Regions from separate parts of the Neogale vison genome. Here all the other regions are linked to region 2. A link is a contact called in public Hi-C data. All regions are on one chromosome and are shown on one strand. Each heading gives the region's core, a stretch centred on a gene start, on an enhancer-like site or on the middle of the called end of the contact. The rest is flanking DNA. Distances are from core to core; before and after follow the strand shown. Region 1 overlaps TEAD1 (transcriptional enhancer factor TEF-1). Region 2 holds the start of TEAD1 (transcriptional enhancer factor TEF-1). Region 3 overlaps TEAD1 (transcriptional enhancer factor TEF-1).

Region 1 (3,446 bases), core at 705-3,204, 150 kb before region 2:
CTCACCCCCACTTTGTCCATCAGAACACTCCCACACCCCCAGCAGCCTTTGTGAATTCCCGCAGGGCACGCTGTCCTCTGGCCTTCCCGACCCAAAGGAGGTGAGGGAGTGAGGCCCAGCTCAGTCTCCAGCACGTTCTTCTCTCCTTATGTGGTCCCTGTCACTCTCAACCACCTCACCTTTTTCTCAGTTCCTCTTTCAATGGCAGCAAGGCCAAGCCCTTCCACTTCCTAACAACACAGGGGTCTCTCCCACCCCCAAAGTCCTTCCTTGGATGCTCCTCTGTCCTCCCAGTCTTGAACCTTTTCTCCCTCAATCTCTCTCCACTCCCAAGGTACAACTCCTCAAACTTCTCTGACCCTGCCCTCTTTGACAGACAGCTACAAACGCTTCCCCTGACCAACCTTTTCATTAAAAAGCCCTTCAGTGTCTTGTGGTGAGTGTCACAGAGGGGAAAAAAAGCTGGCCTCAACAGTCTCATGATGGCAACACGTGTACGTCCCGTCCAGCCTTCCCTATCCCCTAAGTGATCACGGGTAAGGCGCCCGGCACTGTCTTCACAGTGTGGCACATGCTCAATATACTCTAAGTCTTGTAGCTTTTGTGAGGAGTGTCCCGCAGACACCCAACTTCACGCCTCATCTGTACAACTCTGGTAAGGGGCCAGCAGAACACCACAGTGGCGGATCCTCCCTCTCCCACGCTGAGGCAGAGAAAGGCTCGCATTCAGAAGATGCTCAATAAATAGGCAGATAAAGGAAGAAAACCACTCGTCCAGAGATCAGTACAAGCATGCGCAGTCAGTGTTCCAAGCCGGCAAGAATAAGGAAGGAATCAAGATCCTTTTCTTGAGTTCAGTTTTTCTTCTAAAGACAAATATTAGAGTCAGCAATGTTGTATGCCTGAATCACAGCTGGTGCGACCTGCGGCAGTGGACCCAGCTGCTCCCCAGGGCACACCCTGGGGTCCCCTGGTGACCTCAAGCACAGCAACAGGCACTGCCAACAGGCTGGGGGTGGGGGGGTAAAGGATGCTTACACAAGGGAGGGAAAAGTTGAGTGGGCTCATCTGCTCATTCTTTTTTCTCGTATATTTTCTGAAACTCTTGTCTTGGGTCAGGCACCATGAAAGGCTCTTAGGATTCAGGGGACCCATAGGTCGGTCTCTGCCGTGCAGAACTGTTGGGTCGATTGGGGCAAAGTGCACTGGGTCACCCTGCCTGCTGCACTTGGGGTCTAGGAGGAGCCCCTCCGACGTGGGGGCCTCCACACCCACCATCCCTGCATGCATTCAGCAGGTCGGAGAGCTAAAACCACAGAAAAGCAGCTGGAAAGAAGGAGCAGAAAAGAATTTTTTTTTCTTTTTCTTCTTTTTTGGGGTCAATTTTCTTTCCAAATCCTTACCAGCTGAAAAAAGGGAATCTATGCTTCATAAACATCATCGTTTGCAGAAATAGTTTGTGGAACGGATATAACAGAATTTAATTTACGTGCACGCAGACCCGTTCCCAGAAAGGGTTTGAGGTAGGTTCCGAACAAAATACGGAGCGAACACAGCAATGAGACAGAGTAAAACTAAGACAGGAGTAAGATTACCCAGAAAAACGCAAAGCAAGTTCTCTCCTGGAGAGTCTGTGCTGAGGGACACCGGGGGAAAGAACTGTGAGTGGAGAAACTATTCACACAGATTTTTGGTTAGCCTGTACTTTAAAAAAAAAAAAAAGAAAGAAACAAAGAAACAAAGAAAAGAAAAGTATCATTCGGCTTAAAAAAAAAAAAAAAATCACAGTGCCCTGGGGTGGGCTATGTGTCTTTTCTTGGCTCCGGTTTGGTGAAAAAAAAAGCTATACCTTTAAGAAATCCAACTCACAATTGCCAGCTTTTGAAACCAAGGTTCGGCAAAGAAGAGCCAATAAAAAGGCTGTAACTTGACACCGGCCCACACAGCACAAAAAGAAAGGAGAGAGGTCGGCCTGGGCGCCCTCGGACACGCCCTTCTAACTCCGTTCTAGAACAGCAGCGCCCAGTCTGCAAGACAAGAAGCTAATTGACTCCAATGTCTGCTGCATAAGCTATAAAGTAAGGACATAAAGAACAATATGAACATACAGCGCCCTCAGTTACATAAAAAGGCCTGCTGCCGGACGCCACACTGCGCACCAAACAAGCAGGACGCCTGTTCCAGCGGCCAGCGCCGGGCAAGAAGGAATAATTAGCGTTCTTGTGAATTAAATGTCTACCAGGAAGGGAGCTCCGTCCCGCAGCAACGGCCCGGCAGCGACCTTGGCCCTCGAGACTCCAGCTGGGAGTTTTTTTAAGATCTTTACTGACAGTCGTGATGCAAGCAAATACGTTCCTCAGCCACCGCTGAACCCACCGCTCACTCTACTGTGACGGTTTCTTATTCGCTGAAACACACACGCACCACACTCCTCTTCTAAAGTTTCACCAACTGCTACTTTCCATTACCAGGAAATGTCATTTTATTTTTTCATTGGCTAGGATTATGACTCCTGCCAAAAAAAAAAAAAAAAAAAAAAAAGGAGGAATGGTGACCAAAGCATCCATCTGAGCTGTCCTGGCACAAAGAGGGCAAAACACAATGTCAAGTCTACATGTGGCTGTGGGGGAGGGGGCCAGAAGTAAAAATACCTTGGGTCCTAGGATTTTTTTTTTTTAAAGATTTTATTTATTTATTTGACAGAGAGAGATTACAAGTAGGCAGAGAGGCAGGCAGAGAGAGAGAGAGGAGGAAGCAGGCTCCCTGCAGAGCAGAGAGCCCGATGCGGGACTCGATCCCAGGACCCTGAGATCATGACCTGAGCCGAAGGCAGCGGCTTAACCCACTGAGCCACCCAGGCGCCCCCTAGGATTTTTTTCATTCACCAACATAATGAATGCAAAAACCTTTTTTCTTCCCCCAGCAAAACTAGAACGAAGCAAGCAGCCCTGTGTGGTCTGTCACTAGGACAAAACCTATTGATCTGGCCCTTACCTGATGCAGGAGACAGTCTGCACCAAGTACCATAAAGCTTATGGCCTAGAGTCAGTGGATCTGAGTGCAAATCTCTGCTCTCCTTTAAGAGCTACTGTCGTTTTTAGCAAGGCAATAACTTTTCTGGGCCTTAATTTTTCTATTTGTAAAATGCAGACAATCAACATCGTCATCTCAGAGCCTTCTCCCACCAAGCACTGTTGCGGGAATGAAATGAGAGGTCTCTGAACACCCTCCGACACTAGTAAGAGTCCAGAACTTTGTCTTTTTGGAAACTCAGAAAACACCAGGCACAATCTCGGCATCTCACGATGGCTTACTGCTTGCTGAGCACTGAGGCAGGTGTGTGTAGATGCAGAGAAGTAAAAGGTACAGTTCTTGGCTGTGAAGAGCTCGCAGGCTAGTGAGAGGCAGGTTTCTAAGTTTAGGGCTAACATGAGACTAGACATGGT
Region 2 (3,506 bases), core at 426-2,925:
CCTGGAACATCATCTGTCTCTAAGTTTCCAGTGCTTACTGAGGTCAATTTTCATTTCTGCAAATCACAGGCAGCCACTTGCTTCTGAGAAGTTAACAAGCCTCCTGAGAAATGCTGGTGGCTGCTATTTCATTGTTTCATAAATATTTTTATACAGTGACACCATTCAACTTTAAATAAATCTTTAAAAAGAAAGACAATTAAAAAGCAAAGAAAATTATGATCTGGATTTTATTTATTTTCGTGGGAGAAGAATAAGGGAAGTGTGAGCCCTCCATTGTTTTCAACTCATTTAAAATGTTGCTTCAGTTTAAAAAAAAAAAAAGAAAGAGAGAAATACACACACACACACACACACACACACACACAAATGCATTTTAGAAAAAAGAAACTCCTGGAAGTTGAACTTTCTTGAAAACCGGCCTCTGGACTTTTGAAAACAGTGTTGCTGCTACGAACAAAGACTAGAAGTACACCCTGATTTTCTCCTCTCCTGGGGATCATTTCTCTTCCAATAAACAAACAAATCCCCCAGTATTTCCTACCGAAGGGAAGTTTTCCAGGGAGAGTCTCCTCCAGGGTTTGGTGGTAACTGCGACTCAGTCTTTTTTGGACACAATGTTTCTGCTGACTCCTGAAAATTTTCCACTTGAATGTGCAATGAAGTGGCGGCGGCGGCAGCAGCAACAGTCCTGGAGAAGCGGCAAAGGCGACCGTGCCTTCTTTCATCTTTGAGAAGGAGCGAACCCCCGCCAGCAGCACGAGTCGGCGCGGACCCCGGGCAGGCCTCGGGGGGCCCGGGCGCCCAGGGGCCCGGTGGGGGCGGCGGCGTCGGGCGGGGGGGGGGGCGGCTCCGGGCTCCGAGGCGGCGCCGGCGGCTCTCCCCGCCCGCGCCCGCTCCGAACTTCTGACTTCCCCGAGCAAACCGTGATAACCGGCTGAGCTTGTGAGGGTGTGTGCGTGTGCGCGCGTACGGGCGAGCGGGCAGGCGCTGGGGGCGCGGGGGACGGGGGGGGCGGGGGGGGCGCGGCGCGGCCGGCCGGGCGCCTCCAGGGCCGCCGCCGGGGACCGCCTGTTGCCGCGCGGGCTCCGCAGCGCGCGGCCCAACTTGGCGTCCCGGCAACTCGCGCGGCGGCGCCCGGCCGCTCACCTTGAAGGGGGCGCGGGGGCCCGGCCCTGGCCCTCCGCGTGCCCGCCCGCCGCACACAAAGCGGAGCCCGCAGAGAAAGAGCGGCCCGAGCCGGACGCGCCGCCGGCCCCCCGCCCCCGGGCGCCCGGTGCGCCGCCCGCACCCAGCATCACCCCGCGCGCCAACTTACCTCGGCGAAGGGAGCCGCCGCAGCGCCCGGCGAGTCCGAGGCAAACTTCGGCGCCGCTTCCCCCGCCCGCAGCTCGGTGCCCGGCTCCCTCCCCGGCTCCCGGTCCCCGGGCCGGGCCACCCCACCCCTGCCTAGCACCGCTCCTGCCCCGGGGCCGGCTCGGCGCACTGGGCTGCTGCCCGCGGCTCCAGGCAAAGGCGGTCGGGGTGGGGGGGCTTCACTGCATGGCCTGTCCCCGGACGCGGCCGCCCCGGGCCCGGGCCCCGCCGCGCGGACTGGCCCGTAGGGTGGAAGCGAGTCTGCAAAGTGCTTGGTGGGCGCCCGCGGCGGGCGGCGGGGCCGCGGCGGCGGCTGCAGAGGCTCGGCTCGGCTCGGGCGGCGCGGCGCGGCGCGAGCGATGCTAAGAATGTTCGGAATGAGGACAGGAATGAAATGAACGCCAGGACCGAACTCGCTCCGGAGGGGTGGGGCCTCGGTGACGTCATGCGGCCTGCCGCCCGGGGCCGGGGGCGGGGCCTGCCGCCGCCGGTGACGTCATGGGGATTCGGGGCGGGCCCGGCTGGGCCGACTTGCGGTTGGGGCACGGGCTCCCCCCGCAGGGACGGCGGGGCGGAGTCTCGCGCCCACGGGGGAGCGGGGCGCGCGCGGGAGCCGCCCTGCCCACCCCCCACCCCCCCGCCCTGTCTCCCGGCGCGGGCCCGGGCTTTGTCCCGAGCAGGGCGGGGCGGCGGGAGGCTTCGAGGTGCTTGCGTCCGCACGGAGAACTCTGGAAGCCTGGGTTTCTTCCTCCGGACGGGCGCCGAGCCCGGAGCTGCGCGCGCCGCGCCCTCCCTGCCTCAGTTTCCCTCTTACGGGACGCGGAAGCTCGGCCGACCCCTTAGAGCGCTCCAGGACTCGTGAAAGTCTGCAAGTTCGGGGAAGAGAAGTTTCTTTTCTGGAAATTCAGGTGGTGGTTCTGCGGCGCGGTGAAAGCCTTCCCGGGGCCGGATTCCCAGCCTGCCATTTCTTCCCCTCTCACACTTTATACAAGTTCGCGGCGCTCATTCAAGTGGAAGTCGGCCCTTTTGTTGGGAAGGGAAACCAATCTGCCCTGCTAGCACGGTCTTCTCCAGCTTGCTCAAGAAGTTGAGTTCTCTCATCCCTGTGGGTTGTACTTTTCCGAAAGTAATGGGTTAGGCAAAAACTCCCCGAATTTTAAAATGCTACATCAGGCAACTTCAGGCCGCTCCTTTTGTGTGTGTGGATAAATTTCTCTTCCATTCTAAAAAAAAAAAAAAAAAAATAGTTTTATCGCCACCTTTGGAAGCGGAGTAGTGACACATTATACCCAGTGGGTAAATCAGAAAATAGCTGGGTAAAGTCATCCCTCTATGGCAGAACTTGTCTAACGTTTTCGGTGACTGTCTTGTGCCAGTTTCACTAAGATCGAAGTAGCAAAAGCAATTTCTGTACTGTTGACCTCTTTCCTTCTAGGCATTTTGCTCTCCTTTCCAGTTGGGGCCCCAAGATAAATAATGGCGCCTATTTGTCCCTAAATCCCCTAAATATGAATAATTGAGGGAAGCAGAATGTGACTTGCAACGACACATTTTGTACAACGTAACTTGTACTAATGTTCTTTAATTGAAATTTTTCTTGTGATCATTGAAGATTCACATGTTGTAAAAAATAATAGTACAAAGAAATCTTTTGTTCACGTTGCCCAGTTCTTCCCAATGGTAATGTCCTCCACAACTGTAATATAACACACAATGGATATTGACATTGATTCAGTCCACCCGTCTTATTGATGTTTCCCCAACCTTAATTGTACTCATTTGTGTGTGCCTGTATTCCTATACAAATTTCTCACGTGTGTATGCATCCGTTACCACAGGTAGGTACTAATGCTTTTTTTTTTTTTTCTTAATAAAGGGTACTAATGCGTTTTATCTCTAGTTTGCATGCAATAATAAGGTGATACAATGAGGTTTACAGTAATGACCCCAGCCACCATTGCACTGGTTTTTGGAAACGTATTAGAAAAACATAATTAATTTGGCATTAAAACGGTGCTAGGCATATCCCTCTCCAAATATCATCTTCTAAAAGTATGAGAGTCCAATGGCAGGGCAAGCCAGACAGTAGGGTTGCTAAACCACAGTTTGTTGGCCCAGTGTACCTGAACATTTTTCAGACTCCAGCTCCC
Region 3 (3,398 bases), core at 258-2,757, 210 kb before region 2:
GGTCAGATCACAGAGTCTTCCTATGGCTAAAATACTCAGGAGGGCTCAGCAGAAGCCGGGGTTCTTGTCTGCCTGCAGGGTTCACCAAAACACCAGCACCCCCACCTCAACGAAGACTGTCCCACAGCTCAATCTTAATACTCAGATTTCTCTTCTGACTTGGGAAAATGCTCATTTGCTTTTTTCATGGTTATAATACATACAGTGTATTTTTTCATGGTTATAATCCCCGCAGTCATTCCTCACAGCAGTTGTAAACAGCGACAAAGGTGAATGTAATCCTTAAAACTCAAAAAAGTTACTCGCGCTGGGCTATTTAGCTACCCTGGGGGTTTAACAAAGGACTTTTCCTCCTTTTCCAAATCAGTTCTAAGGTCACTCTCTTTCCTGCTCCCGCCTCTCCTCCCCTCCCTGTTGCTTGGGGAGGCTGCAGAGAGGGTGAGGACCACTGGAACTCTGGAGTCAGCTGGGGTCTGAGTCCTGGTGCAGGGGCCACTTCCAAGTGGGGTCATCTAATATGGGAAAGTTCAGGGCGCCTGCGTGGCTCAGTTGGTTGAGTGTCTGCCTTCGGCTCGGGTCATGATCCCAGGGTCCTAGGACTGAGCTCTGCTTTGGGCTTCCTGCTCAGAGGGGATCCTGCTTCTCCCACTCCCACCCCCACTGCTTGTGTTCCCTCTCTTGCTGTCTCTCTGTCAGATAAATAAATAAAATCTTAAAAGATAAAATAAATAAAGTAAATAAAATGGGCAAGTTCAGCGCCCTGGGGCAGCTTCCACGTCCATAATGCAGGGGTAGTCCTGGTAGCTATCTTGAAGGAGTGGTACAAACATAAAGTGAGATAACGTGTGGAAAATACATAACACTGGGCTTGCACATAATTTGTTACTATTATTGCCAAGTAATCATGATTATTTCTTTACTTCAGACGAAGATCATGTGAAATTAAGATTATCCTGCTGATAGCCACGAAATGGAAAATACCAAAACTTAAAGCAGAGATTAAAAGGAACACAGGAGACACACAGGGTGATTCCTACTCGTTCGCCACTGTAACGTGAGGCGGGGGTGAGGTGCGGGTGATGTGCACCCAGAGCCTGGAGTGATCTGGCTCCCGAATTTCCCTCAGACACGTCCGTGCCCACTCCCTGAAGCACAGAGAGCCTGCCCTTAAAGTGCCCGTCACCACCGAGGAGACACACCGGAACAGCCCAACTCCCAAAAGCGGCCACTGGGTTTTCTTTTCTTTCTCTCCTCTTTTTCGAAAGCATGGCTAATAGGTTTTATTCCAGAGACCCCTGGTGAGGCAGCTCGCTGTCTGTGAAAAAGGACAGAGAAACCCAGACAAATCTTCCTGTCCTTGGCACTGGCGCCGCTTCCTCGGACCGGAGCTGCACTACCTCGTCTGACAGGAAGGTGGCGGTCTTCTCCCAAACTTGTTTTAAAAAAATTCCAAGTATCTGAAGAACGCAGTAAAACCTTGAAAAATGACTGCTGTCAAATAATACCAAGAGGAAAAATTATAATCCACTTAGGAATTTTAAGAAACCAAGACAAATAACTCATGTCAAGGGGGGGCTAATGTACAAGTCAGAACAGAATGGGGATGGACAGATCACCTACATTTGTATCCTGTCCTTCTCCTGCCTGGGCTCTGTCCACACATCCCCAGGACAGCCCTGGCAGCCTGTGATAACCCCCAGGCCCTGCAGGGACAGGGAGTGGCTGTGGGGCCAAGCCAAAGAGAGGGACCTGCACATTCAGTGCTGGGGCCAAGGTGGGGAGGGGGGAAGCTGGGCGAGTGGTAGGGTGCGGCTGGGTTGGGCTCCAACTCCTGCAGGGCCTCTCCTCATCTGTTAACTGCTCCAAGGCACCGGCCCTCTTCTGGCTACTTGGCACCCGGGCACTGCTTCATCCCCTCCCCTGTGCTCCTCTCAAAAATAAGCAGCATTGAGAGCAAAGAATACGGAGCAAAAATCAGTCCTTCCTGCCGGGATCTCACACCAAAAGGCCCCACCTCAGCCCTGACTCCCACTTCCACCACCACCTTCGCAGAGGGGCTGTCTTCCCCCACCAGGGTGCGGCTCTAAGAGCCCACGGGCCACGTGCATGGACAGCAAGTGGGAAGGCAGGCACATGGGGGTGCCAACCTGCCAAGGAGAACAGATGGAGCCTGGCCGGGCCTCTGTGAAACGTCCATAAAACCCAGATTTCCAGATGCTTTCAATTGCCTCGTCCCCCTGATGGCAAGGAAAACGCAGGGTGAGTGCCCGGAGCGGCTCAGACAGGAGAATAAACCATGCACCGCTGGGAGAGAAGCAGCAGCGAGGATGGCTCGGCCGCTGCACAGGGCAGAGTGGAGAAAACCACACACCACACCACAGTGCACCAGCCTCCCAGCCCCCAAATGCTGCACAGTTTGTGTCCTACCCGAAAACTCGGCTGGGGGTGGGGTGGGGGGCACATAAACGCTGGGCATGGCCCACCATCAGACCTCCGCTGTAGGCTTCCTCGGAGATCTGGGAAGGCTGGAGGTGCTTTCTGACCATTCATTCTAAACACGGGCGTGTCCATTACCGACACAGGGAGCAGAAGCCAAGTCTGCTGCTGTTTCTGGGGCAAGCTGCTTAACCTTCCTGGGTCCTGGCTTCTTCCATCTGAACATGGGGCTGTCACCTGGCCTCCACGGGTCCACTGGAAGTTCCAACGACTGAGCAAACACGACAGTCCTGTGTGAGCCCCAGCGTGCCGCACAGGCGCTGATACACAGGTGTACTATTAATGAGATCCACCCGCAAGCCATAAATGGGGGTGGTGGTGGTGGTGGTGAAGGGGCCTCTTTCCGAAGGACCAGAAACCAGTCTTCCCAGACAGCCATCTCCCCATGAATCCATAAATGCACTGCCACCAGTGGCCACAGCAGCCGATTTGGGAGGCTTCTCCAAACCCTGCTCTTCTCCGCCCGGTCACAACACTGGCAGGGGCTCCCCTGGCCCTCTGGAGTTTCCACCTTGCTATACTCCTGTATTTCTCCAATCTAGTCCCCACTCAAACCGCCTGCCCTTCATTCTGCCACAGGCCTCATGGATTTCAGACCTCCCGAGAGCTGCACTGGTCACATTTTCCCAACCAAAACCAGGTTCTGTGATCTAACAAAGGAATTTCGGTTCATCTGTGACTTTAGGCCTTGGAAAGGAGCTATAAAAATACGAAAATTAAATCATTCATGGGGTCACACTGACCAACCGCCTTTCTGGAAAAGAAAAAGGGGATCTGCAGGATGTGTCTGTGGAACTGCAGGGTGTGCTCCCTCAGAGGCCTGCCCTGGCCTTCCCCAAAGGAGAGGTGCTGGGGAAACGTCCTTCTTCTCGGATGATCCTTCCATGCCTGGTTCCCTCCAA

The links. Hi-C and Micro-C count contacts between places; a contact is called where the count stands out from the background.
Region 1: a contact with region 2 is called in a Hi-C map of muscle, with 4 times the contacts expected there. The contact joins the enhancer-like site here to the promoter of TEAD1 in region 2. A contact is called at or near these places in 2 of 3 Hi-C or Micro-C datasets (fibroblasts and muscle).
Region 3: a contact with region 2 is called in a Hi-C map of muscle, with 10 times the contacts expected there. The contact joins the enhancer-like site here to the promoter of TEAD1 in region 2. A contact is called at or near these places in 2 of 3 Hi-C or Micro-C datasets (fibroblasts and muscle).

What each region holds. Positions count from the first base shown.
Region 1 is chr7:160,773,254-160,776,699 of ASM_NN_V1, reverse strand. The region is part of intron 2 of TEAD1 (transcriptional enhancer factor TEF-1); the gene reads right to left. Among named protein-coding and RNA genes, the nearest start is that of TEAD1, 150 kb to the right of the region's middle. Within about 2 kb of position 1,954, the one cell type or tissue checked has open chromatin away from gene starts, as enhancers often do. A contact at or near this core is called in fibroblasts, where this site is marked.
Region 2 is chr7:160,623,337-160,626,842 of ASM_NN_V1, reverse strand. It overlaps TEAD1 (transcriptional enhancer factor TEF-1), which reads right to left and starts at 1,675. Exons shown (of 12, transcript XM_044258861.1): 1 at 1,319-1,675.
Region 3 is chr7:160,835,895-160,839,292 of ASM_NN_V1, reverse strand. The region is part of intron 8 of TEAD1 (transcriptional enhancer factor TEF-1); the gene reads right to left. Among named protein-coding and RNA genes, the nearest start is that of RASSF10, 94 kb to the left of the region's middle. Within about 2 kb of position 1,507, the one cell type or tissue checked has open chromatin away from gene starts, as enhancers often do. A contact at or near this core is called in fibroblasts, where this site is marked.